Linked DNA regions of Mus musculus: regions 1, 2, 3, 4, 6 and 7 are each linked to region 5. The links are chromatin contacts, called in public HiCAR-type, HiChIP or PLAC-seq and promoter capture Hi-C maps. All regions are on one chromosome and are shown on one strand. Each heading gives the region's core, a stretch centred on a gene start, on an enhancer-like site or on the middle of the called end of the contact. The rest is flanking DNA. Distances are from core to core; before and after follow the strand shown. Region 1 holds the start of Cdkl2 (cyclin-dependent kinase-like 2 (CDC2-related kinase)). Region 2 holds the start of G3bp2 (GTPase activating protein (SH3 domain) binding protein 2). Region 3 holds the start of Sdad1 (SDA1 domain containing 1). Region 4 holds the start of Rchy1 (ring finger and CHY zinc finger domain containing 1). Region 5 holds the start of Ankrd17 (ankyrin repeat domain 17). Region 6 holds the start of Utp3 (UTP3 small subunit processome component). Region 7 holds the start of Grsf1 (G-rich RNA sequence binding factor 1).

Region 1 (3,491 bases), core at 82-2,581, 1.7 Mb before region 5:
ATCATGCCTTAGTGTATAAATTGTTGGATGTGGGGCCCAGGGCTTTGTGCAGTCCAAGCAAGCATGCCATCACTGAACTACCCTATTTCCCAAAGGAACTTGTACTTCTTGACTACCCTCTAGTTCCTTTACAGTTATTTCCAACTTTTAAATATTTTCTCAAGCAACACCTGTTCACCATTTTTATAGCCTTTGTCCTTTCAGTTCCCATGTATACCACTAATTTTGCTACTCAACTGTTTATTTTTTGTAAAACTGGAAAAAAGTAAAATATGAGGTTCCCACCCTAATAAACCTGTTTGTACATAAAAGTTCACATGAATGTCTAGAGAGATGGCTCAGTGGCCAAGCACACCTGTCACTCTTCCTGAGGACCCACGGCAATCAGAAACCAACTGTAACTCCAGTTCCAGGGGGTCTTGACGCCCTCTTTTACCTCTGTGGGCACCAAGCACGCTCACAGTGCACAGACATACAAGCAGGCAGAACACTCATAAATATTTTTCTATTTAAACCTCATGGGGTTTGTTACAATCTAGAGTAAAGCGATGGGAATTATCTTCAAGTTGGTCACAGCTCATTGCTACATTATAACTCACATCTTGGGTTATCCAAAAACAACCCCCCCCCAAAAAAACAAAACAAAACAAAACAAAACAAAAAAACCAAAAACCCATACCCTGTTTCCAGAGGTGGTTCTCAAAATTGTAGGTTCGGGAACTCGATTTTAAGCAGTTTGGTGAATGATGGTAACTGAGCACCGGGAGATTAATGCAGTACCGAACTAAGAAAAATTATAAAACAATTGCTCTTACACCTTACTATGCAAGAATAACCCCTGGGTGCTGGCTAGGCATATACGTGTCTGTTATCAAGGATACTTTCCTGGATCGAGCTATTAAAAAAAAAAACATATTTAGTTGAGTACAAATTGTGTGGCTATAGGTGAATACAAGTAAAACTATTTGGCCTTACAATCTCAGTCCCTTAATAAGGAGGGATAAAGCATTTCCCGGCTTCTCGTACGACGTCAGCATATGCTTGGTAATGGTCTTCCGATCTTGCCCTGTCGTGGCTAATCTAGTCTTCAAGCTGAAGGCAAGCTTTAAGCTCCAGCTTGCGCCGCTTGCAGTCAGCACCTACCTTTCTTGCTTTCTGGTCCTCTCTGGGCTCCACCCCAAATCTTTCCCTACCAGGCTGGCGTCCCAGGGTCCTTTTTCCTGTCAGGTCTGTCAACAGATCTCATCCCACCAATTTCGGCTAAATAAACTACTAGGCTCTTCCGGTCCACCGCCCGGAACCGAAAGGAAGCGAGGAATCGCGGCTGGGCGGAACCTCCCCGGGTGGGGCCCGCGCCCCGCAGCGCCCCGCCGCGCCGCGGGCGGGCAAGCTGGGAAATCTCATGGTCTCCTCAGTCCCAGCGAACCGTCACCTTGGCTCTCCTCGTGGCCACTGGGGCAACCTGCGGTCCCCTGAGAGCAGAGGTCTCCTGGCGCCGGCAGAAAGGTCCCTACAAACTTAAGACCGTAGGTGTGGGGACGAGGCCGTCAGCTGAGCGAACCTGCGAGCTCCAGGTGAAGGGGCGGGGCGGGGTGGCACAGAGCCAATCACAACGCCTGACGACAGGCCTCAGCCAATCAGGATCAGGGAGGCTCCGCCGTAGGCGGGGCGGGACCAGGCGGGTGAGAGCCGCCCCTTGCAGCTAGGGTGGCCAACGCCTTCGCCTAGGGCTACTTGGCGAGGTGCTGCTTCCCTGAGCTGAGCGACCCGAGGGCTTTCGGCCGGCGGTGCTCTGTTTTCCTCAGTTCGTTTCTCTGCAGCTGTTGTCCTTGACAGGTGCTTGTGTCTTTGCCTGTCGCAGACGCATTCTGACTCGGGCCCTTTCTCTCTCTCTGGAGACTGCCTATGGCTGGGGACCGAGTGAGGTCGTTGCCTTGACGACGGCAGCATGCGGCCCGTAGTCCTCGGAAGTGTGAGCTTGCGGAGGGCAGAAGCCAATCTGCCTCCCTGCCTGCTTCACCTAGGACCGGTAATTGCGTCCGCAGAGGAAATCCCAATACTGGGATTGCTAGTGTGCTAGCTAGTCAGCATCTTTTTAGATCTGCTAGCGAGATGCATATCACCTTAAATTTGTTTCCAAGTTGAAAACCTTTGGCTCTTTCCATGTGAAGGGTTTGGAAGAAATAGTAAGTATAATACTTTGTAAAAACCCAGTTATTTCGTTCTTTTATGTATAAGAAATTTCAGTTTGATTTTAACCAAAGAACATTGGTAGTATTTGAACAGTATGCTTGTATGGCACATATCCTAAATTATTATAGTGCCATCGCACCAGACTTCTTTTTTGTATGCCACGTGCTACCCATAGATTTAAGAGTGAGAAGGCAAGAAACTGATGGGTTATAAGTTACTGAGGAAACAAGGCATATTTTAGGCCATGATATTCTTAAGGTATTTTAGACAGTCCCACTTGAACAAGTAGGTGTGCTCTATGTAGTGTGTCTACATGGTTGGGAAAATAAATTTGGATTAGTTCACTTGTATAATACTAGGTTATAATATGTTTCAGAACCTTTTAGACATGATTAAGGTCATTTTTATTTGGTTCATTTTGCATCTTTAAATATCTAGGATGCCAATTACAATATGTTTAAAAACGATCTAGGCTATAGATTCCAGCTATTTGTATTATTTTCACTAGCCTAAAGCTTACTCCTTTACAATATATACTTAAGGGAAGGTTAAAAACTATGCCAGTTAGAATCACACTGAAGGTTTTTCCAAATGTAAATTTTTTATTATAAAAGTAATTAAAGGTAAAAAGAAGTTAAAATGTGAACTATATGGGAAGTCAGTGCCTATGACACTGTAAATAGTTTTAAGTAGAATCTAATACCCAAAGTGGTAATAAGATAGTGAAGAGTTTTGAATTTGATTTTAATTAGGATTCTTTTCATTCTCTCCATCTTCTCTTTTCTGTGTTGATCTCCATTTACACTGTGCAAATAATGGCTGCTGGATGGTGTACTTCAGTGGTAGAAAGAACACCTGCTTAGCTTATTGGAGGCCCTGGGTTAACACAGACACAGACACACACACACACACACACACACACACACACACACACTTAGGTGTCAAGTGTTGAAAATGTAATATATACTTTGGATTCTCACACACACACACACACACTTAGGTGACAAGTGTTGAAAATGTAATATATACTTTGGATTATCATAATTTTTTAGAATAAAAAGTCAATGTTTTTTGTTTGTTTGGTTGGTTGGTTTTCCCCCTTTTCTATGAATATACTAGAAGCCACTAAAACATCACCACTTTTTCTTGTCTGGGTAAGTTAGCTCTATATATCATATGCGATTAATATTAAGTGGAAAGAAGTGTTTTCCTTCCAAGAGGTTGTGATAAGGTTTTTTTGTTTTGTTTTTGTTTTTGTTTTTTTGGTATGGTCAGGCTCTTAAAAATTCAACTGTGAG
Region 2 (3,889 bases), core at 851-3,350, 1.7 Mb before region 5:
TGTGGGAATTAGTTAATTTACTAAAATTGAGTCTCTCTTTTTTTTTTTAAACAAGTAACATTAATTGGTATGTCTTAGTGGCAGGGATTGCCTGAGGCCTGCTTTTGTTAGTCCTGGGGCTAAGCTTAGAATTATTCTTATGCTTTGAAGGATTATAAAAGGAGGAGATTGAAGAAGATACTTGCTGTTCCTTCAGTGACATTTGCTGCCCTCTGTCTTAGGGGTGGTAGAATGGTTTCCCAGAGCAGCTCTATGATCCCTTGGTACTTGTGGGATGTGCCTGTTCTCAGCCCTCAGCACACATCTGCAGAATCACAAACGCTGAGGGGAGTTTTAACAAACCCCGATCTGATCCCATGCACAGCAAGGCCTGGAGACACACCTTATCTCAGGTTACAGGATGAAGAATACTTACAAAAACACTGCATGGAGCCCAGCATGGTATCACACATGACCCGTCTGGTCTACAGAGTGACTTCCAAGATAGCCAGAGCCACACTGAGAAACTTGGTCTTGAAATATCCAAAACAAACCAGAAGCATTCGATGTGATTGGAAACAGTTGAAATTTTAGCAGTCAATAGTAGCAGCATTCTGTCGTTTACAATTAGGGGTGTGGGGTATGGATGCAGAGTGCTTGTGTTAACATGAGTAGTCCTTGTTTGTTTGAGTATTATCGAGAGAGTCTCCTTATGTACCCCTGGCTGACTTAGAATCTGCTTCGTAGACCAGGTCAGCCTAGACCTTGTGATCTTCCTGCCTCTGCTTCCCAGGTGCTGGGATTAGAGGTATGTAGCCCCGAGCCTGGCTGAGATGAGTAATACGAGCGTGTCCTTAGGGTAAACCGTCTCGTAAGTCTCACTTTCCTCATCTGTAAAGTGTGCATTCAAATAGGTAATTACGTAAGTGGGTTTTTGTGAGACATAAGTGACTTTTATAAAATACCAGTAGCGTATCTGGTCTATAAACACTGTACTTAAAAGGTAATCTGCAGAAGTAATGCATTAAGAAAAACCATCTCAGAGTCATTTAATAAATGATGGTCTGCCTATATATTTTGCATATAAAAATTATTAAGCAATCCAAAATAATGCCAGTGTAGATTTTGGAGGCTCAAGTACCAATCAGCATTGCCTTTTGTGAACCTTTTTTTTTTCTTCTTCTAGGAAATCTCTACTGTGAGGGAAAACTGAGGATGTATTTAATCCTGCATTTTGCTTGATTAAAATGTGTTCTATTCCTCTCAATTGCCCTTCCGTTCCTTTCACCGTTTCATAGCTTCATTCCCAGTTTCTTCTGCTATCTTGAAATTGAAAACATTGCTATTAGTGGCAAAGTAACATTTGGTCTACAAAGGCTTTTTTTTCCCCATGAATCAAGGTTCATGAAGCAGTGTTGTTTCCATAACTAAGTCCCAGTGGCATAGATTTATAAGTGGCTTTTTTTTTCTTTTTTAAATTTTAAGCCTTTCAGCCTTTGTTCCAGTAAGTTCCATTTAAGGATGAAGCCACCAAGGCCATACAAAAGCCCCAAGCCCATACAGCCTATGTCATACTTTCCCCATACTCCATAGCTCGGCACCCTTATTTAAAACTAGCTGTTTGACATTGATGAGAAAGACTTTTAAACCTCCATTTCCTAAAACAGGCTAATTAAGCAATACAGGTGAGCTCACTGTGCAGAGTTCAAAACTGCATTTTAATGCTCCGATAACGCAGCAACCAGGACCATTACTAAATTTGCTCCCTCTTATCACGAATAAAGGCTCCAGGAATAACCGTTTGTAAAAGCCACTGGTTAGCGGCGAGCCATCTTTTTTGTTCGCGCCACCTGAGAGGACAGGGAGGCTTCAGCATCACTGCAAGAGAAAGGCAGCTTCCTTGTGACGTCAAATCAGCGGGCTCTCGCCCCGACTTTAGGCCGGTTCCGGTTCCCTGGCTTTCCGGACGCCCGAGCGAGCGAGCGAGCGAGCGCGGCGCCGTTCTGCGCGTGCTCCGCAGTGGGACGCGAGAAGGTTGGGTCTAGCTCTCCAAACTGATGCCTGATTGGCTGGCGCTGTGCTGGGGGGTTCCCTAGCCCTTTCCGCAGGGGTAAAACAATAAGAGGGGGCGGCGGCAAAGGGGGCGGGACGTCCGTGTTCTTGGAGCTCGTTGCAGCTCTAGGCTCTCGGGAAGAGGTGGCTGTGAGGGGCCCCGAGCTCGCGGCTCTCCGGATTCCGAAGCCTCGGGTTGCTTCGAGGGAGGAGAATCTGCTGCGGCCGATCCCGCGACACTACTGACCTCCGCGCGACGTGCCCGCCGCCGCTGTTGGTTGGAGGTGTGTACGGGGGCCGAGAGGGGCGGTCGGTGTGGTGGTCGGCAGGGGACATTTCCCTCCGCTCCGCGGCTCGCGGCAACCGTCCGGTGTGTGCGCTTGGTGTCGGGGTTGGTGCGGCGGAAACATTGTTCTCGCCGGCTGCCTACGCCAGCAAGAGTGCGTGCGTGCGTGCAGAGCCGAGCCTTTCCTGCAAGGTGAGCGGAAGGCTGCGTGGGGAGGAGGATGACCTGCGCGCGTGGTGCAGAGGAGGGCACAGGTGGGGCTGGGGATTGCTAGGATGAAGCAGCCCGGGGGTACCCTGTCCGCCGCCAGCTCCCAGAGCGCGCCAACGGGCGCCAAGCCGCGAAGCGGGGCAGTGGGCTCCTGCAGAGGCGGTTTCAGGGTAGGAAGCCCACCCGCCTGGTTCCTCCGCTCGCCGGCGGCCCTAGTTCCCGGTCGTCGCCCCGCCCGTGGGGGAGGGGAAGGAGGCCGTGTCGGCGGAGGCAGAAGCAACGCAGATGCGAAAGTAGCGGCCTCCGGGCACCATTTCTGTGCCCGGAAACTGAATCCGGGGTTGAAGGTGGCCGCCGCTCCACTTGCCGGGTGCTCGGCGTTTCCCCCCGCCCTCCCCGGATTATCCCGAACGTGTTCGGATACTGGGACTGTAACGTGCGTCTCCTACGTCCTTTTTCTGCAGACAATCTCTCCTGTTACCCAGGAATAAAAAGGACGTTTCAGTGCTTTGGGAATGGGCTTTTCTCCCCCTGCTATTCTTTGGGGTAGGACAAGGGGAGAAGAACGTAAGTTTCCCTAAATGGTGTGGATTTCGTTAGTGGAGTCTGATTGAGGTTTTCCTGCGTCTCTAAGGGCAGATTTATTTAGGTACCCCTGTGGTGCTTTGGGGGGGGGGGGGGGCTGTAGGGTCGTGTTCACAATTTCTACTCCCAAGATATAACTAGTTTTAAACCAAAGCACAAAAAACATTGAGGAGATGCCTTTTGCTTCTTAAAAACAAAACACGTGCAGCAAATCTGAATCAAGGAAAATTGCCCCCTTCTCTCCGGGTGTGATTGTTGTGCAGTTGATTAGCTTAAGGTTTCTGGTTTTTAGATTCTAGACACTATACCTCGCTTGTTCCAAGTACCTAGGCAGGGGAACCATTAGCTGCAGTTTAAAAGGATGCACTAATTCTAAGTGAGGATAGTAATTTCTTGTCCCAATTCCATATTTGGCAGTTATTGTAGCCCTAGGCATGTGAACCAAACTTTGAGTAAACACTTGATTTAGCGAAATTCAGTGATCCCTTTATGGTCTTTAGGTTTGGACCCAGTGTCCCACCACTCTGGAGTTAGAGGCAGGTGGTCTTTTGAGTTCGAGGCCAGCCTGGTCTACATACTTCCACAGGACAGCCAGGGCTACTCAGTGAGATACTGACTCAAAAAAATGGGGGAGGGGGAGTTCGGTCAGTTTGGACCTTAGGACGACTGAATTATATATTGTCCCTTCGTTACCGTTTTCGGACATATGCACTATCTAATCTCAGTGTATGAAAATTGTTTTGTTCTGACAAATTGATTGTGAGAACGGCTTCAAAG
Region 3 (3,919 bases), core at 1,367-3,866, 1.9 Mb before region 5:
AGTTGGATTCTAAAGTTAGCTTTAGAAAAGGCAGACGTGTCTTAGCTGATTTAATCTGCAGGTGGTCATTTTAATCAAGCCTGTGGGAGTTTGGTTTGTTGTTAAAACAAGAGCAGGCGCTCCCCCTAGTGGCGACTTTAACAGTTTCTCAAAACAATGTATTTTAGGCAGACAGGAACATTCTCAATGTTGGTTCCTTTTTCTTCTTTTTTATGTGCACGGTGTTTCGCCTGTACAGCACATGCACGCAGAGTATCTGCAAAAGGCAGAAGACGGTGTCAGAATTCTCGGGACTAGAGTTACAGACGATTGTGAGCTGACATGTGGGCAACCAGGAATTGAACCCAGGTCCTCTGCAATAGCAGTCAGTGCTTGCTCTTAACAGCTGAGCCATCTCTCTAGTGCCCTCTCTCTTGGTTTCAAGTGAGAGTAATGAAAATTTCTGTTGACCACCTTTTGAGATAATTTTTAAAATTCTTTTTCTTTTCAGATTTTACGTATTTATTTATTTGTTTATTTATTTAATATATATGAACGTTTTGCCTGCAGGAATGTATATGCACCATATGCATGCCTGGTACCCAAGGAGGTCAGAAGAGGGCATTAGACCCCCTGGAACTTGGGTTCCGTATGGTTGTGAGCTACCATGTCGTTGTTGGGAACTGAACCTGTCCTCTGCAAGGACCTACTGCTCACTGATAGCTGCTGGATGACAAGGTGACAAGGGAGTCAGTTTTCTTCAGCAATGTAGTGCCTATGAAGATGACCATGTTCTGCGGACGGCTGCACATCCAAAAATATACAAACGGCACAAACTGGACTTGATGAAGACAGAAAAGGAGAGGGAGGGGGAGAGGAAAGGGGAGGGGAAAGGAAAGGGAGGGGGAGGAAGAGAGAGAGGAGAGAGAGTGGGTCTGGGGGAGTTAGGGGAAGAGTAATATGATCAAAAACATATTTTAGGAAATTTTCAAAAAATTAAAATGTTGCTTTAATCTTATGATTAAAGAATTGGGAAAAACTTTAGAAGTTAGCCATCTACATTCCACAAACATTGACGGCCTCTGGAAGGAAAAATCCCCTCATAGAACACTAACGCCCTCACGAGCACTCTTGATCTAACTGTCCTCAGGACTTATCCAGATATGATTATAAATTTCTTTTGATTTGGGCTCTAACATGGTGTCAGGTAACCTTGGATGAAGTTGATCTAGGAAACTGCTTAGGTTACACAGAATAATAACACCTTGATTCATCTATTAGTGTAAGACTAGTTACCATCTACCGGGCAGTGGTGGCGCATACCTTTAATCCCGGCAGTAGGGAGGCAGAGGCAGGCAGATTTCTGAGTTCAAAGTCAGCCTGGTCTACAGAGTGAGTTCCAGGACAGCCAGGGCTACATAGAGAAACCCTGTCTCGAAAAAAACAAAACAAAACAAAAACAAAACAAAACAAAAACCTAGTTACCATCCAACAGCTGTTTTCCCCTCTGTGGTTAGAATTAAGAGAGTTGCCTGGGTGCGGTGGTGGCACACACCTTTAAGACCCAACACTCCTGAGGCAGAGTCAGATGGATCTCTGAGTTCAAGGCCAGCCTGGTCTACAGAGTGAGTTCCAGGACCGCCAAGGCTACACAGAGAAACCTGTCTCAAAAAACAAAACCAAACAAACAAACCAACACCAACAAAAAAACAATCTAACCTCCACCCCTGCTCTTTGCCATTCTCTAAAACATATTCTCTAAGCATACTCCTCATGGATTTTTTTCTTCTACCTTTAGTACAGCCTAAAAGAAAATGATTCTCATTTCTGACAAGGTTTTTGTTTTAGTGATGTGTGTGCAACTCTGTGTGGGTATGTGTGCTGTGAGCACAGGCACCTGCTGAGGGCACACATTTCTCAGGAGCTGGAGTTAACTATAGATGGTTGAGAGCCACCGTGTGTTGCAAACTGAGCCTGAGTCCCTACAGCAGTACCAGATCTTAGCTGCTAAACCATCTCCAGCCCCTAATCCTCATTTTATAATACAGGATCTCATGTATCTCAGGTTTCTCTCAAATTCCTATGTAACTGAGGATGACCTTGGAGTCTCAACCCTCCCGCCGCCTCTTCTCTGAGTATGCGGGTTGCAGGCATGAGCCAACACACGCAGTTTATGGAGAGCTGGAGAAGAAACCTAGGGTCTCCTATGAGATAGGACACCTGAACCAGTCCCCAGGCCCCTGCTTAATTTCTGTCGTTTTTCTTGAGACAGAGTAAGCCTCGGGCTTGCCCCAAACAAATATAATGCTCCTGCCTCAGCTTCCTGAGTACAGGGATTACAGTTGTATGCTGTCATACCTGAGTCCCATATTAATCCTCATTTATTTGGGCCACCATAAGAATGCTGAGCTAGATGGGGAGAACTGGGAGGAATTGGCGGAGGAAAAAGAACATGATCAAATATATTGTATAAAAATTGTTTTCAGTGGAAAAGAATGTTGAGATAAGGAAACCTGCTCCAGAGTTTGGTGACAACCAGTAGCGGTTGTCCACCGGCAGGGACCGATAGCGTGCAGACGCCTACAAAGAGTTGCAGCAGGGTGGTGAAGTTTGATCCTCTGAGCGTTCCGTAGCTCGGTCGGGCAAGCGGCGTGTCCCACGTGCCGTTTCCGGTTACACTGGGACCCACGAGTCTAAGCTGCCGCGGGGCCCGGGCTGCGACTGACAGAGGCGGACGTTTTCCAAGCACTGCTCGCCAGGGAGCCCACCCACAGCCACCATGTCCGGCAGGAACAACAACAAGCTGCCCAGCAACCTGCCGCAGTTACAGAACCTGATCAAGCGGGACCCGCCGGCCTACGTGGAGGAGGTGGGACCGGGATCCGGCTCCCCGGGATGCTCCGGTGTGCTTCCGGGGGCCTGGGGAGGAAACGGACGGGGGATGGAGATACGGGGGACGGGACATGCAGACCCCACCAACACTGAAACACACCCTAAAACCTGCTGCCTCCGGGTTTATCCGCCCGCCTCGCCGACGTGGGCCGGTAACGTCCGTTGGCCGCCTCAGAGCAAAAACTCGAGTTAGCCCCTAGCATACGATGAGTCGTGTGTTAAACATGCTTTCCACAGACGGCCTCTCCCGAGTGCCCCAAGCTCTGCCAAGAAGAGCAAGGAGTTCTCAGATGGCAGGGCCACCCCACAGTCAAGAGTGTAGAAGATGTAGTTAAGCCACAGTTCAAACTCCCTGGGAGTCACCCTGAGCTAGATTTGAAAAAAATGCTTTGAGGGAAATGTGCGGTCTAAAACTCTGTTAGGTCCAGTTTGTGAGGGGCATGGCATACTCCAAGTGTGTGAATTCATAAGAACCACGAAATGAAGGCCGTGACTTTGTACTCTTAACCTGGTAGATAGATTAAGACGCGCCTTTGCCTTTATTATTTGTCTTCTTACACACCGCCCTTCCCAATCCTCCCTGTCTCCCCCCCCCCCTTACTGGTCCCCTTCTCTCCTCAGACAGCCCCCACTTCACTTCTGTATACACATCACATTTATTTCAGTTCCCTGCATCCCTTTAAGGTCTCTTCTTCCAGAGCTGGGGAGTTGACTCAATGGTTAAGAGCACTGGCTGTTCTTCCAGAGGACCTGGGTTCAAGGCCCAGCACTTACATGATAGCTCATAACCATCTGTTGCTCTAGTGTTAGGGGATGCGACACCCGACTTCTGGCCTCTGGATACTAGGCATATGTATACACGCACATACAAGTAGGCAAGCTCTCAATACACATTAAACATAAGCTCTTACTGGGTTCCCCTTTCTAACTTGTGTCACAAACTAAATTGAAATCTGACTTTTGCTTCTGAGAGGAAACAGGCTACCTCTCTGAGTCTGGTTTAATTTCTTAACATCTTTCCTCCTGTTGTCATGGTTTCAGCTCTTGA
Region 4 (3,623 bases), core at 571-3,070, 1.6 Mb before region 5:
ATTATATGTAAGTACACTGTAGCTGTCTTCAGACACTCCAGAAGAGGGAGTCAGATCTCGTTACGGATGGTTGTGAACCACCATGTGGTTGCTGGGATTTGAACTCCGGACCTTTGGAAGAGCAGTCGGGTGCTCTTACCCACTGAGCCATCTCACCAGCCCTTAAATTTTTATAGTAGCATATGAATGTTTCAGTGGACATTTAGCCTGTAGCAAGATTTGCAATTAAAGGTTTTTCTTTCTCTACAGCGGTTGAAGAATACCTTTGGCCTTTCCCTTTCTGAGGTGATACCTAGAATTTGTCTTCAATGAATAGGAGGGCCTCTTATACTTCCTCCTTTCTGTCAAACCTGAAAATAACTTGTATAGCAACTCATACATAGCAGGTCTATAAATGCCTTATGAACTCATGCGGAGAACAGCTGGCACGTCTACGGTTCTGGAGCTACAATTACTTTGACATATACAGGAGGCAATAATCAGACTTCTCAACATTTCTAAGCTAGTTCAATATTGTTTTGGGACATGGTAGCACATAGGTTCTTTTTATTTCCCTGCCTAGTAAAGTAACTAGATCTTTCCCTAGTAATAACAGTGCTTCACAAAAGCTGCGAACATCCTAAGTATGCTTATTAAATCCTATTAGACCCTTCCTAGGGTGTCACAGGAATGGCTAAACACTAAATTAGAATCCTCAAACTCACACAGCTAAATAATCCTTGATCTGAACATGTAGTTTACAGTGAACCACTCCACCTCATCTATTTCTAAAAAGAAGGTATGGGTATTTGAACAGAGCCCTCAGTTAGATGATGATCGACATATGAACAGTAGAGACCGTAACACAGTTAGAATGCAAACATTAGCAAAGACGAGCCTGACAATTTGTGCGTGGGGGTATTTTATTTTTGGTGGGGGTGCTATCTGGTCTTTCATTCCTTGGCACTTGAAACTTGCACATTATAAAGGGACCATTGTCAGTTCAAATTTAACAAGGTTATTTTAAAAAGACTGGGAACAAAAGCTTGTAACTGCAGACTCTGGTAGAATCATTTTTAGTAAAAAGTTAAAAGTATCTGGCTTGAGTACAGCAAAGTCTTACACATGAAATGTCAGTCCTTTTAACTTGGAATTTGGTAAACAGCGAGAGGCACATCCAATGGCCGAGCAACCTTTCACCATGTTTTTAGCAACTCCTAACACAACTGGAAGAGAATTAAAACGAGTTAGTAACTCCAGGGCTAAGCTAAAGGCATCTCCTCCCGGACAATTGCCTCCCTTCTCCCAGATCCCAACACCTGAAGTTTTGCTGATAAAATGCTCTAAGTCTTGGTATTTTGTAAGAGTGGACATAAAGTTATGCACCTTGAGGTCTGAGATTCAAACTCTGCAGGCTTCTTTATTTCTCTCATGTTCTTACGGGCCAGATTTTTCTCTCCCACAGGTCTGGTACACACTAACTCCTGCTGGCGTACTGTTTGCCATTCAACTTTCAGCTCGAGCGTCTCCTTCCCCAGGGACACCACACAGGACTGTCCTTCCAGTGTGGAAGTTGTGACCTCATCTAATGCCGTGGCGTTCTCCCCCTCCCCATTTGTGAGTTCCACGGGGGCGTGGCGTGGCTACTTGTTTTTCACTTTGCGTTCTTAAGTCCTGGGTGGGTGACAGCACAATATTTTCTAAAGGGGGCGCAGGGAAAAAAGGAGACCGGGACAGCCGCCGGCACTCGGACCTGCGCGCGCAGCCGCCGAGCCCCGCCCCCTTTCGGAGCAGCCGCGGGAGGGGCCGCTCCTCACCGGCGCCGGCGGCTCGCAGCAGCGCCCGCCAGACGACGCAGCGGTCCCCTTCGCCCGCAATCAGGGCTGGCAGCGATGCCGGGGCGGGGAAAAAGAGCCAACCTAAGACTTACTACCATTAGCAGTGACGACAGCGACTAACGTGGACGACGGACTAAGCGTCTCACTTGGCTTCCACCCCTTACACCAGGGACCGGAAATCCGGATGCTGCAGATCACGTGATTGGACCCCCCCTTCCTGACTCTGGTGGCCGCTGCTCCGAGGAGGAGCGGGTGTCCGACCGACTCTGCTTCCTTAAGGCGTGGCTTCCAAGCTGGGGGAAAGGTTCAGTGGCTGGTGAGGGGGAGGTGGTGGAGGAGGAGGAGGAGGAGATGGCGGCGACGGCGCGGGAAGATGGCGTCCGCAACCTGGCGCAGGGGCCGCGGGGCTGCGAGCACTATGACAGAGCTTGTCTCCTCAAGGTGACGACTTTAGAGGGTACCTCCTCGATGAGCTGCGGTCGGGTCTGGCAAGGGCAGGTTGGGCAGAAGCTTCAGACCGAGCTGCTTGTCAGGATACCTGCCATCTGGAGTTGGGCTCTCCTTGCAGGAAACGTTTTGGCAAGGCGAGCAGGAGCTCTGTACTCGATCGCCGCTGCAAGCCAAGTTCTTGTTTGTAAAGACTTGGCCCTTGCTTAAATTCACCTCCCTTGTGGGTTTATCCGTCATTTGCGGTTGACAGTAGAATGAGGAAGTGAAAGGGCCTTGGCATTTCTGTCAAGTGCGTATGATGCAGTGATGAAAGCATAAGCAAGGGAAGAATCAGAATATAATTTCTGTACGTGTAGGAAGTTTATAGTATGGCTTGTCAGCTTCATTTTTTTGTCTAGGAATATGCCCAGACCTGTCCAGGAGAAAATGTCTGTGTGAAGTGAGAGTTGGGTGATTGCCATTAAGTTGGATATTGGAGGAGTGCCTAATACATATATGCTGTCATTTTTCCTGCTTGAGACGTTCTAGTCATCTAGAGTTTTTAAAAATGACTCTCACACAGTTAAGACTTACCTGATTTTTTTTTTTAAGAAGCAGTTTTAATATTTTGTTGAGAAAGCCTGAGATTTGAGCTGGGGTTATAACTCAGCCTTAGAATTGAGTTTATAATGCTGAAGGCCTTGGCTTCAGTCTTCAGAAGTCGCCTCCCACTGAGAAGAAACTTTGACTCTTGGAATCCTATAGCTTTCCCTTCATAGTTTAGATTGTCCTTAACTTGCTGTGTAATTTGGAGCAAGCTACTTTTTAAAGAGCTTGCATATAAAATATACAAGTTTGGAAGCTGGTCTTAGTGGTAAAGGCCTGTAGCTCCAGGAGATGCATACTTCCAGCTATTTGTGAAGCAGAGGCAGAAGGAATACCAGCCAGGAGATGCTAATGCAAATAAGAAAAAAAAAAAAAGGAGGTGGGGCTGGGGGTATATATAGGTCATTGCTAGAGTACTGGCCTCACCAGAGAGTCTCTAGGTTCAGCCTTCTCTGCCAACAGGGAAAGTCCCTCTTTTATAAACCATGTGATGATTGCATGCTAGAGTGCACATGTGGTGTTTTAAGAGGTGTGTCCCCAGAAATGACTAGGAGTATATATTAACTAGCACCCACAGTGGTCATCAACTCCTCCTTCGCCACCTTCACAATCAGCTCTGCTGGTCACTGACCTTATAAGTTAGGACTAAGTGATAGGCTTAGATCTGTAAGGCAACTTAAACCCTTTTCTGTAGGCCATGCCTGGTGAGCATTCATTGCATTGGATGAATTTTTTCAGACTGGTCAATTATCTAATGTTGTATAAAGAATT
Region 5 (3,712 bases), core at 1,166-3,665:
TATCAAGAGGGTGGAACATGAATTCAGTAGGACTCCCATTTGGCCTGAAACTGAGCATACTACCAACACGCACTTTATTTCCTAGAATTCAATCACCTGGACACAATCACATGAAAACACATGAGGTTTAGTTTATTGGTGTGCCTAATACATGGCCAGCCAGTTTTGGCTACAAGGCTGACAAAGGGAGAAAATATGTAAAAATTTACTAAGTAAAATATATTCAAAAATAGATACAAATCATTCCAGGGGACTTGACTATCCTAATAGTTTGGATTTACCTGACAAACCCCCAAAGATTATCTTTCATTTCTATACAGCAAAGCAAGAACTTTTTCCAAATAACGAAGTTGCATTTCATACATAATGTACAACTATGAAGGAATGAACCTGAGTAAGTTACAAAAGGGAGCCAAACTTTGTGAAGGACTGAAATCAGAAAAACAAAAAACAGGCCAAAGAGAGACACTGAAACCAGAATATAGTTGGAGAGTTGACTGACCTTGCATGAGGGCAAGGAGTTCTGTCATTCTCTCCATACTGAGAAAAGATCAGCCCATCTCTAGCATTTGGAAAATTGAAGGAATTTGCAGTCAATGGCCTCAGTCTTCTTGTGAAACTGTTAGTCAGTCGTATAATAAAACGGGGCTGGCACTCAAAGATTGCAAAAGGTATGGAGGTGGAAAGTGAGACAAAGGTGCTGAAGAATACAGAAAATGGACAAGATCCCGCTGAAACCATACAGTCCAAATCCATGGCTATCAGATACACAATAGTGTTCTGTATTATGTTGTATACTGGAACTCAGCTTTAGGCAGATGTTTAGCATTTTGTATATTTACTATTACACACAGAGAAGCCCCTGGAAACACAGACTCTGATTTCAGAGATAACACACACAGTAGACACATGAAGTTTTGCCTCAATGAATTGATTTAGTCATCACCAATTCGTCTGTGGTACTCCGTAGTGTACTGGCAACTGCCCACATTTCATATGGTATGCCAGTACTAAAAAGAAAATGCAAAAAAAAAAAAAAATTAAAAAATAAATAAAATAAATCAGGCACTCAGCTAAACTTAGAAGTCTTAAAATGGTAACTTTGTCAGTTGAGGGACTTTTTTATCTTGTGCCAGTACATCTGTCTTTGATGTTTGCTTTATTTTCCTTATGTCACTACTCGTACTAGCCCAGAAATGGCTAATTCTGAGTTCAATAAGCTACATAAACATGACACGGTGGTGTACAGACCCATATAATCTCAGGAAGATCGCCAGTTCAAGGCTAGCCTGGGCTACACTGGAGACGTCTGTTTGAAGAAGAAAGCTACATTTCAATCGGTCTGCAAGTTTTCTAAGTACTCAAAATGATCTCAGAATCCAGACCGAGAAATGCATACGATGATGGCCCAGCTCCCACACCCACCTCTTCGGAAGTGTATAGTCTTAAAAATCACTAGATTCCGTTCCTGCACATTACAAAGGTGTACAAAATAGTCAGATTTAGGAAGCCTAGGACCCGAGACTCAAACTCGGACAAGAGTTTTCTAAGTGAGGACGTGATCGCTCCAAGGGATGGTGGAGGGGAAACAGTTTTCTTTTGGACCTGACTTCAGTCTCTCTCCTCTCACGAAGTTCTCTCGGAAGATCCAATGCTCTCTGGCTTAGGCGGTGGAGAAAATGGCCAGGCAGGAAAAGTCCATCCAGGAGGTCCGGGGCGAGGCCCCACCTCCCGGATCTGAGGGGCCAGGCCTCGCGCTCGCCCAGCTTCCCCCGCGCTTCTGCGCTCGCCCCCGACTTAGCCCGGGCCCCACTGCTCGCCATCCCACTGCCTCTGCTTCCCTGCGCCCACGCACGCACGCTCGATCGCTCGCTCGCTCGCGGGGGAGCCCACTCCCCGGCCCTGGAGTCTGCACTTGGGAGAGGCAGGCAGGGCTCCGCGCTCGCGCGGCCGCCGCGGCGCCGGCTGATGGCGTCACCCGCGCTTCCGCCTGCGGCTGCGTTCTAATACGAAGCCAGGAAGGAAGGAGGGAGGGCTGCAGGGCTGTGTGTGTGGGGGAAGTAGCGCGGAGAAGACAAGCCACCCAGGCGCTCGTTCGCCCGCCCGCTTGCTCGCTCGCTCGTTCATTCGCTCGCCCGCCCGCCCGCCCGCGGTCCCTGCTTGCGGTCCCCGCTCAGACTCGGTCTCCCCAGAGGAAGCCACTCCAGGCGCACTCCCCCGGCGGCTCCTTCCGGACGCCTGCTCGGCTTTCCCGGGCACGGCGTTCGCGCTCCGCCTCGCCCCCCCTCAGCCCTCCCGCTCTCTCTCCCTCCCTCCCTTCCCTCCCTCCCTCTCTCCCTCCCTCCGCCAAGCTCCCCGCCCTTAGTATCGCGAGACGAGGTGAGAGCTGGCGGAGCGGCGGCGGCGGCGGCGGCAGTAGAGGTGACCGAGGCGGTGGCGGCGGCGGCGGCCCGGAGCGCTGTGTCGGCCCCGGCGCGACCGAAGTCGCGGTAGAGCGGAGCCCCCCCACGCCCCTCCCCCGTCCGCGTCCCCCACCCCCTCTTCCCGCGGGGATGGAGAAGGCGACGGTTCCGGCGGCGGCTGAGGGAGAAGGGAGTCCCCCGGCGGCGGCGGCAGTGGCGGCCCCCCCCGCGGCGGCGGCGGCGGAGGTCGGCGGCGGGGCTCGCCCGGCCTCTTCTCCTCGTGGGATGGTGCGAGTCTGCGACCTGCTCCTGAAGAAGAAGCCACCGCAGCAACAGCAGCAGCAGCAGCCGCCGCACCACAAGGCCAAGCGGAACCGGACTTGCCGACCCCCGAGCAGCAGCGAAAGCAGCAGCGACAGCGACAACAGCGGCGGCGGTGGCGGTGGAGGAGGAGGAGGAGGCGGCGGCACCAGCAGCAACAACAGCGAGGAAGAGGAGGACGACGACGACGAGGAAGAGGAGGTTTCTGAGGCAAGGGCCTGGTTTCACCTCGAGGAGGGCGGAAGGGACCGTGGAGGGCCTAAGGTGGGAGGGGACTCGCGGTGGGACCGAGCCCTCGGGGCTTACGATCTGCCCTGAGGGACCGGGCTTTCGGCTGCCCCCTTTCTTTGCTCGGCCTGAGTCGTGAGGTGTGGGGACGTGGGGGAGGGTAGCTGACACGTGGGGGTGGGAGGACCGGAGAGTGCACGGAGTTGCCGAGAAGCTGGCTAGCCGAGGATGCTGCTTCGCAGGGTGAAGGGTGGAGGGATTGATTGGTCGGATTCCCGGGTGGCACTTTGGGGCCGAAGGGTGGTCTCTCTGGGGCCAGTAAGGCCACCTCATTCCCGGGGCGGGGGCGGAGCTAAAGCGGGAGGGGTAAGATAATAGGTAGGAGAGTCTCCGGGGGACCGACTGCGAGCTTGGTAGTTTTCTGTCAGTGGAAGGTGGCCGGGAGCAGTTGTGGAGGGGCGGTAAGATTGTAATGGACTCGGAGCTAAGTATTTGTATCTGGGAGAGACACGTGAGAGGCTGTACTTTTCCATACTGTTTTGCTGCAGGGCTTTTTCTTTTCTCTTTCTCTCTCTCTCTCTCTCTCTCTCTCTCTAAACTCGTGGCTGCTGAAGTACTCTTCGCTTCCTCGATTTGTGAAAGATTTATGGATGAGCCGATCTTCTATCCCTCCATATGCGTTTACAAGTGACTTAGTACGTAAAAATTGTTAGGTGCTCTGCGTGTATGTGTAATAATCCATCGGGTTCTCCCTTAATAAG
Region 6 (3,901 bases), core at 1,078-3,577, 1.8 Mb after region 5:
ATCATCTTTGTACAGAGAGTAGACAATTGCTTAGAGCAAGTTTAACCTTAAAATTCCCAGCAAACTGAGAATCAAATAGCAACCACCACCAATCACCAGCAGAGGGGATATGGAATTTCTACCTTAGTTACCATAAAAAGGATTATTAAAAAAATACAATTGGTGCAATTATCCTTTCTGTCACATTTAACCAAAGCTGCTTTTTACCACAGATGCACGGTAAATGCATATGTACAAATATTCTGTCCCAAGAATTACAATTATAATTGAAATCTGTTAGATCACTTTTGCAGGCTATCTTACAAAAAAGAAACAAACAACCCCCCCCCCATGACTGTCAAAGGTTTTCATTGTCTCCACATGAAAACTTATATAAAAGTGTTAAAGTGTTAATTTCATTAACACTGCACAACTAGGTGGGGAAACTTTCTAGGCTAATGTGCTAAAATATTACACAGTTTTTTTACCCTCCAATTACAATTCTTAGTAGGACTTTAATGGATGAATAAAGTAGCAACCCCGGGCTGGAGACAGCTCACTTGTATGAGTGCTTGGTTAGTTATGCACAGGCTCCAGGTTCAAGTTCTCAGCACCCAGTACAAAAGACCAACCAACAAAGCCCAAAGCAGCAACCCCTAATTCCCTGCTGACAACAAATTTTAAACTTAAAGAAAAAAAAATAGGTATTACAAACACAATCACTTTACTTCAAAACACTTTTTATTGACCTAAAATAATTGCCAAAAGCTAGGCCAAAGAGCAACTTTACTTAAGCTTAATGCTCTTCTTAACTCCAGCACGAATGCCAGAGAGTTCACCACTGTACCGCTGTTCTTCTCTGCGAACTTCACGAACCTGGCCTCGTCGTCGGATTTTGGCTTTTCTGAACTTTTCCCTATGTTTCACTCTGGGATTTCTATCAATCTTCTTTCTCCTGGGTGTAAGTCCCCTATTTTTAGCAATCTGGTAGGTAATGGCTCTCTTTGCATTTTGTTCTTCGAGAGCCTGTTCTTCAGCACTGTTTTCTTCCTTCTTTCTCTTCAACTCTTGCCTGTCTTCCATTTCCTTATAGTACTTGAGAGCAGCCCCATCAAAATCAGGCTCATCAGTCAGGGCAACAGCAGCAGCCTGCTTTACAGACTTGGGCTTGGTTTTGGTTAATTTTGCTTTTGGAGTCATTTCTTTCTTTACAGCACCATCCTTGGCTGTGAGGAGGTGACGGATTTCAGAGGACAGTTTCTGATCCACAACCGACAGCTTGTTGATCAGATTTCTGTAGGTAACAAGCCTTTCTATAACAGGATGTCCATGTGCAGGGACTCTCCGGGCTTTTAAGATCAAATAAAAGCTAATGTTGGCGCAATAGTTCAAGTAGAGATTATACTTAGTCTTCAGGTATTCGCTTCCTCTTCCAGTTGGAATGACCCCTTTCTCCACCAACTGTAACAAGGGTTCTAACTCATCCTTCACCTCTGTCAACTTGGCTTGGAGGTCTTCTATGAGCTCTAAGAGCTCTGGTGATTCTTTCTTCAACATTTTCAGCTTCTCTTTTACCGAGACTTTAGCCAAATCCTTCACAACCCTTGTCTCAGCTTCGTCTACCTGGGGCACCGGCTTTGCAAAGGCCTCCACCCAAGCGACTCCAAAATCATCCTCTTGCAGGGCTTGGGCCAAGCGCCGCTGAATTATCTGTGCCTCCTCCTCTTCTTCTCTTTCCTCCTCTTCTACTTCTTGCTGACTCTGACGGCCTCGGGATTTGGAACCATAGTCCGTATCGTAATAAAGCTTTTTTCTCTGACCCCAGGACAAGCTAGGGTCCACAGAGGCCTCAGCCTCACTCTGCACGGAGCTTCCGCCGTCATCATCCTCTCCAACCTCCTCCTCCTCCGAACTCTCTCCATCTTCGTCATCTCCATCATCAATATCTAGAGGTAGCACCTCTTCCTCCTCATCGCCATCCTCCTCCCCACTCTCGACTTCGTTCCAGCCCTTGGCCAGGACTGCCCGAGATCGCGCTTCATGGAACTCATCTACCTGGTCTTGGTAGTAGCTGGAGTCCCCTGGAGAGGGCGGCAACCCCAAGTCGTCCTCATTTTCGTCCGTGGCGGTGAGACCTGCCTGGGCCCGCACGGCGGCCCACTGAGCCGCTCCACGCCGCCGTGATTTCTTCACCATGGCTCACCAGCGGTCCCGGGTTCCCAAGCGACGCCGCGATTTCCGCCACTTCTGACCTCCGCCCAGAATGATGCCGGCAAGCGGAGGCTTTCAGCACCAGCACGCTCCGCGAACCCAAGTCGGTGACCACCGGAGCAGAGAGTCTGGGAAAGGCCTGTTTCCTTCCGCTCCCAGGGTGCTCTCCGCGCAGCGCGCGCGCCTAAACTTCCGCTCCCCCCCCCCCCCCCAGCGTAATCCCGCCGCCGTGTCTTTTTAAAAACCAGTCGGTTCCGGCGAATGAAAACTTCCGGGTAGGAACGCTAGGCCAAGGATATTTCCGTTCCGCGGATCCTTTTGTGGCTACTTCCGAGCTCTCTCTCTCTCTGGTGACTTCCGGCGTGAAGCCGGAATCCCGCCAGGGACGCCGCGAGACAGCCCGCGGCCGACAGAGGGCGCGGGGCATCTACGTTCCCACGCGTCGGCAGGGCGCCCACTGGGCCACGCTAGATAGTTGCCCAGCTCACGGTTTCGTGTTCTCCGTTTGCCAGAGTGGAAGTTAGTCAGGGTTTTGTTTGTGTTTTGTTTAGTTTTGTTTTTTGTCTGTCTTGACTTCTGAAGCCGGGACTCGCCATGTTGTCAGCCTCAGCCTCCCGGATTGGTGCTTTTCTCTGTTTTTGCCTGGGAGTTGCTACCGTAGGCGCCGCGTTTCCGGGCCCCGCGCGGCGAGTCTCTGCTTTTAGGCGACCCGAGAGAGGACTTCGGGGTTTTTTGGGGACGATGTAACCGGGAAGAGTAAAAGACGCGCGGTGTCCTTCTACTGGAATAGCTTCGCTTTTCTAGACGTTCTGGAAAACTGTGAGGCTGTCAGCCGCGGACAGCCTCCTATGTATAGAATTGGGTTGCAACATTTAATGATTATTCATTGTTGTGTTCTTCAACATTGATCAAGCACCAAACTTCCGTGGCAGCGTTTTAGGCAGAGATGGGGGGGGGGAGGGGAGGGGAGAATAAAGGAAGGAAATGAGCAAAATAGATTTAACAAGGGAGGGAGGGGAGAGGAGAGAGGAGAATGAAGGAAGGAAATGAGCAAAATAGATTTAACAAGGGAGGGGAGGAGAAGAGAAAGAAGAGGGAGAGGGGAGAGAGGGAGAAGGGGAGAAGAAGTGGGGAGGAGGAAAGAGGAGGGAAGAGGAAGAAGAGGAAAAGGAAAAGAGATAAAGGCCAAAATAGGAGACCTTGTGGTTTAGGAGGGCGCACGGGTACACCAAACAGAAAACTCAGTCAAATGGGAGAAGTGACATATGGGTCTAAGAGAATCGAACTGGTGTCAAGCTTAGTAGACAGGGCTACCACCTAAGCTATCTCAAATGTATGACCTTTTATGTCAGCTTCCTTATTTAAAAGGATATACAAAGTCGTGATTATGCATACCACATGGGGTCTTGTCTTTTTTTTCTTTTTTTTTTTTTTCCATTTTTTATTAGGTATTTAGCTCATTTACATTTCCAATGCTATACCAAAAGTCCCCCTTACCCACCCACCCCCACTCCCCTACCCACCCACTCCCCCCCTTTGGCCCTGGCGTTCCCCTGTACCGGGGCACACAAAGTCTGCGTGTCCAATGGGCCTCTCTTTCCAGTGATGGCCGACTAGGCCATCTTTTGATACATATGCAGCTAGAGTCAAGAGCTCAGGGGTACTGGTTAGTTCATAATGTTGTTCCACCTATAGGGTTGAAGATCCCTTT
Region 7 (3,676 bases), core at 17-2,516, 1.7 Mb after region 5:
GCCGGTCAGGTTTTCTATTCTTTCCTTCTTGGACAGAAATATGTTTTCATTTGTGAAATACCTGGTTTTCTTAAATCTAAAAGGAGTCCAGAGTAAACAAGCCAAAGTTTAAGCCCAACCATCTTAAATGTCTCAAAGGTAACTTATCAGAACGTAACCTTTCAAAAGTCTGTACTGGGGCTGGAGAGATGGCTTATGGGTCTAGAGTGCTGGCTGCTCTTTCAGAGGACCCAGGTTCAACTCCCACCACCTGCATGATGGCTCACTGCTGTCTCTAACTCCAGGGCCAGGGGATCCGATGCCCTTGTCTGGTCTCCGTGGCCACACCCATATATTAATACATTAAACTAATAATAAAAAAGTCCGTATTGTTTTAAGATGAATACCATAGGATGACTGCCATTACATAGTTAACTTAAAAAAAAAAGTTTTAGAGCTGGCACTGGGATAAAGGTGAAACAGTGGAAAATGTAGGCGGTTTCTTTACTTCTGGAAGTTGAACAAGAATTGAATTTCAAAAACTTTGAAATATGTTAAGATTTTCCACGATAGAGAGCCCTATATTGGTCTCCTCACCCCCACGAGGAGGTTGGGGTGATCTAAGCGATTACCCTGCCACGGAACTACACTACCCAGTCACAGAGATGCCTCCTAACCCCACCCCCGCCACAACCAATCAGCCTCTCCTTCATATTTTTACTCTAAGAACTCCCATTTGTCTTTAGTTTTTTATTTTTATTTTTTTACCTTTGACAGGTCCTTGCCACATAGGAGAAAACTGCACAACCACTCATGTATTTATTTGCAAATCTCTACACCTTCACTTGTGACTATATTGTCTAAGGAAGGCTTTATTTTATATAATATATGATAAATATTATATACATATCTCACATATACTATAAAATCAGTGCTTCCGTTCAAAACAAAGTTGGCCTTCTGCACGAATTTTGAGGTTGGGGTATCAACGCCCCCTCAGCGTCGTCCCAAAACGTTTTAGAGCTAGGTAACCCATTCCTTCCGGAAACTTCGCCGGGCCTCGGTGACCCGCAGACCTCAGCTCTAACCTGAGCAGGAGAGCCTGGGACAACTTCCACTCTGGAGGCGCTCAGGTCACCCCACCCACACCCTTACCGGCGGGAAAGCCCCGCCCCGAGGGCGGAGCCTGGGCGGGGCCGCTCGCTCACCTCCGCCTCCGAGCCTCGTCTCAGCCCCGGGTGCGCGCGGCGCATGTGCCCGGTGCCCCCTCCCCCGCCCTGGATTCCACTTCCCCTCCGCTCGCGCCACAGCGGCCACCTCCAGGCCCCGCGCCGCCTCCGGAGCCGATGGCCGGGACGCGCTGGGTGCTAGGCGCGTTGCTCCGGGGCTGCGGCTGCAACTGCAGCAGCTGCCGGCGGACCGGCGCCGCCTGCCTGCCTTTCTACTCCGCCGCCGGCACCTTCCCGTCGGGCGTCTCTGGCCGCCGCCGCCTGCTGCTACTCCTCGGGGCCGCCGCGGCCGCCGCTTCGCAGACGCGGGGCCTGCAGCTCGGGCCTGCGGCCGCCGGGAGGCTGGCGGGTCCCATCCCTGCCCGTCCCTCCGCCGCCGCGGCCGCCGCCGCGTCCTACTCGGCCCTGCGCGCCCCGCTGTTTCCGCGATCGCTGGCAGCCGCCGCGGGCCCGGCGCGGGGTTACAGTCAGGTACGTGGCGCCGCGCGCGGGACCCTCGGCGGCCGCGCGCCCGCGTCGGTCTGTCCGCGAGCGCCCCGCGTGCGCGCCCGGGGATCCGCGGCACGCACCGCACCCCCGCCTCCCTCCCGCTCCGTCCTCCTATTGGGCACGGGAACAAGGGACGCTCTCACGGCCCCGGCTCTTCTTGTTTTGTTCCCTCCGAGTCTGGGCGGTTGGGCAGTGTAAGTGTGGCTGGGGTGAATGTAGAGGCCTTGTTTCCCGCCGGGCCCATGGTAGGTTTTGGGGGCGCCGCCGACGCCCCCCACCCCGACTCCCCCCTAGCCTTATGCCCGCTGGAGGTGAAGCTGAGCGGCCAGAGCCCGCGGAGGGTCGGGGCCGGCCGTGCGTGCGGTGGGAGCGGTAGGCCGGGCGGCTCGGGCCTCCTCGGCCGGCCACCGACGCGCAGCCCCGCGCGCACGGGAGCGTGGGCTAGCCTGGGACAGCCCCCGCGCGTCCCTCTCCCTTGTCCGCGGGGAGAGGCGGGCGGTCCACCTGACTGAAGGTCACCTCTGCAAGTCCACTCGCCTTGACAGAAGGACCTTTGGTGCAGCGGGGCTCTGCGGACGCGGAGAGCTGTGGGGAGACCGTGGGAAACTGGGAGAGAACGTGTGTGTGTGGGGCGGGGGCGTCCGTGGGTGAGGACTTGGGGGCTTCGGTTGTCACTCCACGATCTTTTCCCTTGTTTCCCGTCTTTTCAGAAAGACATTGTAAGAATTCATATTGCAAATATTTGGTCCTCTGTATATGTGGGACATTTCTCTTTTGCGGTTTATGTGGCATCTGGGAAGTGTCTACCTAACCTGGTAACGCCACTGGCCATGTTTATCTTAATTTAGTTTTGCGTCTGCTTGAATTAGTGATATCTGGGTGGTTCATCTGCATGGCTGATGTCTGCCAGTAGCTGAGCTAATTGATTTGAATCCCGGCCCAATACTTTCTGCTGCACTATTTATTTATTTATTTACTTATTTATTTTGTAAAGATGTTTATGGAATTCTGGGGAAACAGAAAGTAGCAGTTTGAGCCCCCTGCCGCGCCTGTCTCTGCTGTTGCCTTTTCTGTTTTTTTCCCTTATCCACTTTCTCTTACATTAGTCTTTTCAAGGCGTTTACCCATGTCCCAATGCCTTTTTATTAACTTCCTTTGCCTACAAAGTGAAGTATCCCTTCATAGAGCCCAACACAAAATAGCCAGCTGCTGTGCCTTTTGCCTTTGGCTCTTCATTTTACTGTCCAGTTTGGGCAAATGTGTTTGCTGTTTTTCACATGCTAACACTTCCCCTCCCCTCCCAAATTGTAATGTCCTATCTTTTATATCTCCCATCTTTATTCTTTTTTTCCCCTGTAGTTTTCTATTTTTTTAATTTACAGGATTTTGTATTTTTATTATAACACTTAAGGCATCTTGTTCTGTATCTTGCCTTGTTCCAGATAATCAGTGCTTTGAGATGATGGTTTGAGGTTGTGTTTTGTGTATGGGGTGATTTTCAATTAAGCGGTATAATTTGTCATTGTATGGCTTTTAATGAAAGTACTCTTACTCCCAGGGTTTGGAAAGTAGCCCTGCCCTTAGTGGTAGTACTACCACTGGAATGTACTTGTATATCACCTTAGGATATAAAATATAAACGTAAACCAAAGCCATCCTGGTATAGCTAGCCTGGTAGCCAGCACTTGGGAGACTGTGGCAGGATGGTGGTGCATTTGGGGTAGCCTAGGCCACATGGGCGAACACTTTTCAAACGAAACAAAACCAGAGGGTGGAGAAGTGTGCTTCTCACCTCTGAAATAATCTCATCTGCATCTGTTTGTAGAGTTAAGCAGTTTTTCTAAGTAGGTTGTCAAAGAAATGTCTTTACGATTGTTTTCTTCTTGAAAGGAATCCAAAACTACCTACCTGGAAGACCTCCCACCACTGCCTGAGTACGAGTTGAGCCCATCCAAGCTAGGAGACGAGGTGGATGATGT

Evidence for each region. Promoter capture Hi-C pulls out the DNA fragments that hold promoters and counts their contacts. HiCAR-type assays count read pairs that join an accessible place to other places. HiChIP or PLAC-seq counts read pairs in DNA pulled down with a chosen protein or histone mark. Capture Hi-C pulls out chosen DNA fragments and counts their contacts.
Region 1: a contact with region 5 is called in a promoter capture Hi-C map of pre-B cells, with 3 times the contacts expected there. The contact joins the promoter of Cdkl2 here to the promoter of Ankrd17 in region 5. A contact is called at or near these places in 7 of 39 promoter capture datasets (the C10 cell line, cranial neural crest, embryonic stem cells and 4 more), 4 of 115 datasets of contacts at active chromatin or transcription factors (embryonic forebrain, embryonic stem cells, large pre-B cells and 1 more) and 3 of 9 other capture datasets (adipose tissue, embryonic stem cells and liver).
Region 2: a contact with region 5 is called in a promoter capture Hi-C map of liver, with 3 times the contacts expected there. The contact joins the promoter of G3bp2 here to the promoter of Ankrd17 in region 5. A contact is called at or near these places in 6 of 39 promoter capture datasets (cranial neural crest, embryonic stem cells, hippocampal neurons and 2 more), 1 of 484 Hi-C or Micro-C datasets (embryonic stem cells), 6 of 115 datasets of contacts at active chromatin or transcription factors (astrocytes, embryonic stem cells, large pre-B cells and 3 more) and 2 of 9 other capture datasets (adipose tissue and liver).
Region 3: a HiCAR-type map of astrocytes shows a contact between it and region 5, with 6 times the contacts expected there. The contact joins the promoter of Sdad1 here to the promoter of Ankrd17 in region 5. A contact is called at or near these places in 3 of 39 promoter capture datasets (cranial neural crest, hippocampal neurons and liver), 2 of 115 datasets of contacts at active chromatin or transcription factors (astrocytes and double positive thymocytes) and 2 of 9 other capture datasets (adipose tissue and liver).
Region 4: a promoter capture Hi-C map of pre-B cells shows a contact between it and region 5, with 4 times the contacts expected there. The contact joins the promoter of Rchy1 here to the promoter of Ankrd17 in region 5. A contact is called at or near these places in 9 of 39 promoter capture datasets (the 3T3-L1 cell line, the C10 cell line, erythroid cells and 5 more), 4 of 484 Hi-C or Micro-C datasets (CD4 T cells, CD8 T cells and regulatory T cells), 8 of 115 datasets of contacts at active chromatin or transcription factors (the 230-238 cell line, astrocytes, cardiomyocytes and 5 more) and 2 of 9 other capture datasets (adipose tissue and liver).
Region 6: a promoter capture Hi-C map of pre-B cells shows a contact between it and region 5, with 7 times the contacts expected there. The contact joins the promoter of Utp3 here to the promoter of Ankrd17 in region 5. A contact is called at or near these places in 7 of 39 promoter capture datasets (the 3T3-L1 cell line, the C10 cell line, cranial neural crest and 3 more), 4 of 484 Hi-C or Micro-C datasets (CD4 T cells, embryonic stem cells, muscle stem cells and 1 more), 9 of 115 datasets of contacts at active chromatin or transcription factors (cardiomyocytes, embryonic forebrain, embryonic hindbrain and 6 more) and 1 of 9 other capture datasets (adipose tissue).
Region 7: a contact with region 5 is called in an H3K27ac HiChIP or PLAC-seq map of embryonic stem cells, with 12 times the contacts expected there. The contact joins the promoter of Grsf1 here to the promoter of Ankrd17 in region 5. A contact is called at or near these places in 2 of 39 promoter capture datasets (hippocampal neurons and pre-B cells), 1 of 484 Hi-C or Micro-C datasets (cerebral cortex), 6 of 115 datasets of contacts at active chromatin or transcription factors (embryonic midbrain, embryonic stem cells, epiblast stem cells and 1 more) and 1 of 9 other capture datasets (adipose tissue).

Annotation. Positions count from the first base shown.
Region 1 is chr5:92,040,882-92,044,372 of GRCm38.p6, reverse strand. Cdkl2 (cyclin-dependent kinase-like 2 (CDC2-related kinase)) reads left to right here and starts at 1,331. Exons shown (of 14, transcript NM_016912.2): 1 at 1,331-1,574.
Region 2 is chr5:92,081,955-92,085,843 of GRCm38.p6, reverse strand. G3bp2 (GTPase activating protein (SH3 domain) binding protein 2) reads left to right here and starts at 2,100. Exons shown (of 11, transcript NM_001080795.2): 1 at 2,100-2,315. It overlaps Gm46933, which reads right to left. Exons shown (of 2, transcript XM_017321256.1): 2 at 1,679-2,972. The coding sequence ends at 2,271.
Region 3 is chr5:92,308,721-92,312,639 of GRCm38.p6, reverse strand. It overlaps Sdad1 (SDA1 domain containing 1), which reads left to right and starts at 2,616. Exons shown (of 22, transcript NM_172713.2): 1 at 2,616-2,848. The coding sequence starts at 2,759.
Region 4 is chr5:91,961,265-91,964,887 of GRCm38.p6, reverse strand. It overlaps Rchy1 (ring finger and CHY zinc finger domain containing 1), which reads left to right and starts at 1,820. Exons shown (of 9, transcript NM_026557.4): 1 at 1,820-2,258. The coding sequence starts at 2,169. It also overlaps the pseudogene Thap6.
Region 5 is chr5:90,364,888-90,368,599 of GRCm38.p6, reverse strand. It overlaps Ankrd17 (ankyrin repeat domain 17), which reads left to right and starts at 2,415. Exons shown (of 34, transcript NM_030886.2): 1 at 2,415-2,933. The coding sequence starts at 2,553. It overlaps Gm9958 (predicted gene 9958), which reads right to left and starts at 1,603. Exons shown (of 1, transcript NR_045618.1): 1 at 112-1,603.
Region 6 is chr5:88,552,888-88,556,788 of GRCm38.p6, reverse strand. Utp3 (UTP3 small subunit processome component) reads right to left here and starts at 2,327. Exons shown (of 1, transcript NM_023054.2): 1 at 699-2,327. The coding sequence starts at 2,175. The coding sequence ends at 766.
Region 7 is chr5:88,673,761-88,677,436 of GRCm38.p6, reverse strand. It overlaps Grsf1 (G-rich RNA sequence binding factor 1), which reads left to right and starts at 1,266. Exons shown (of 10, transcript NM_178700.5): 1 at 1,266-1,679; 2 at 3,588-3,676. The coding sequence starts at 1,326.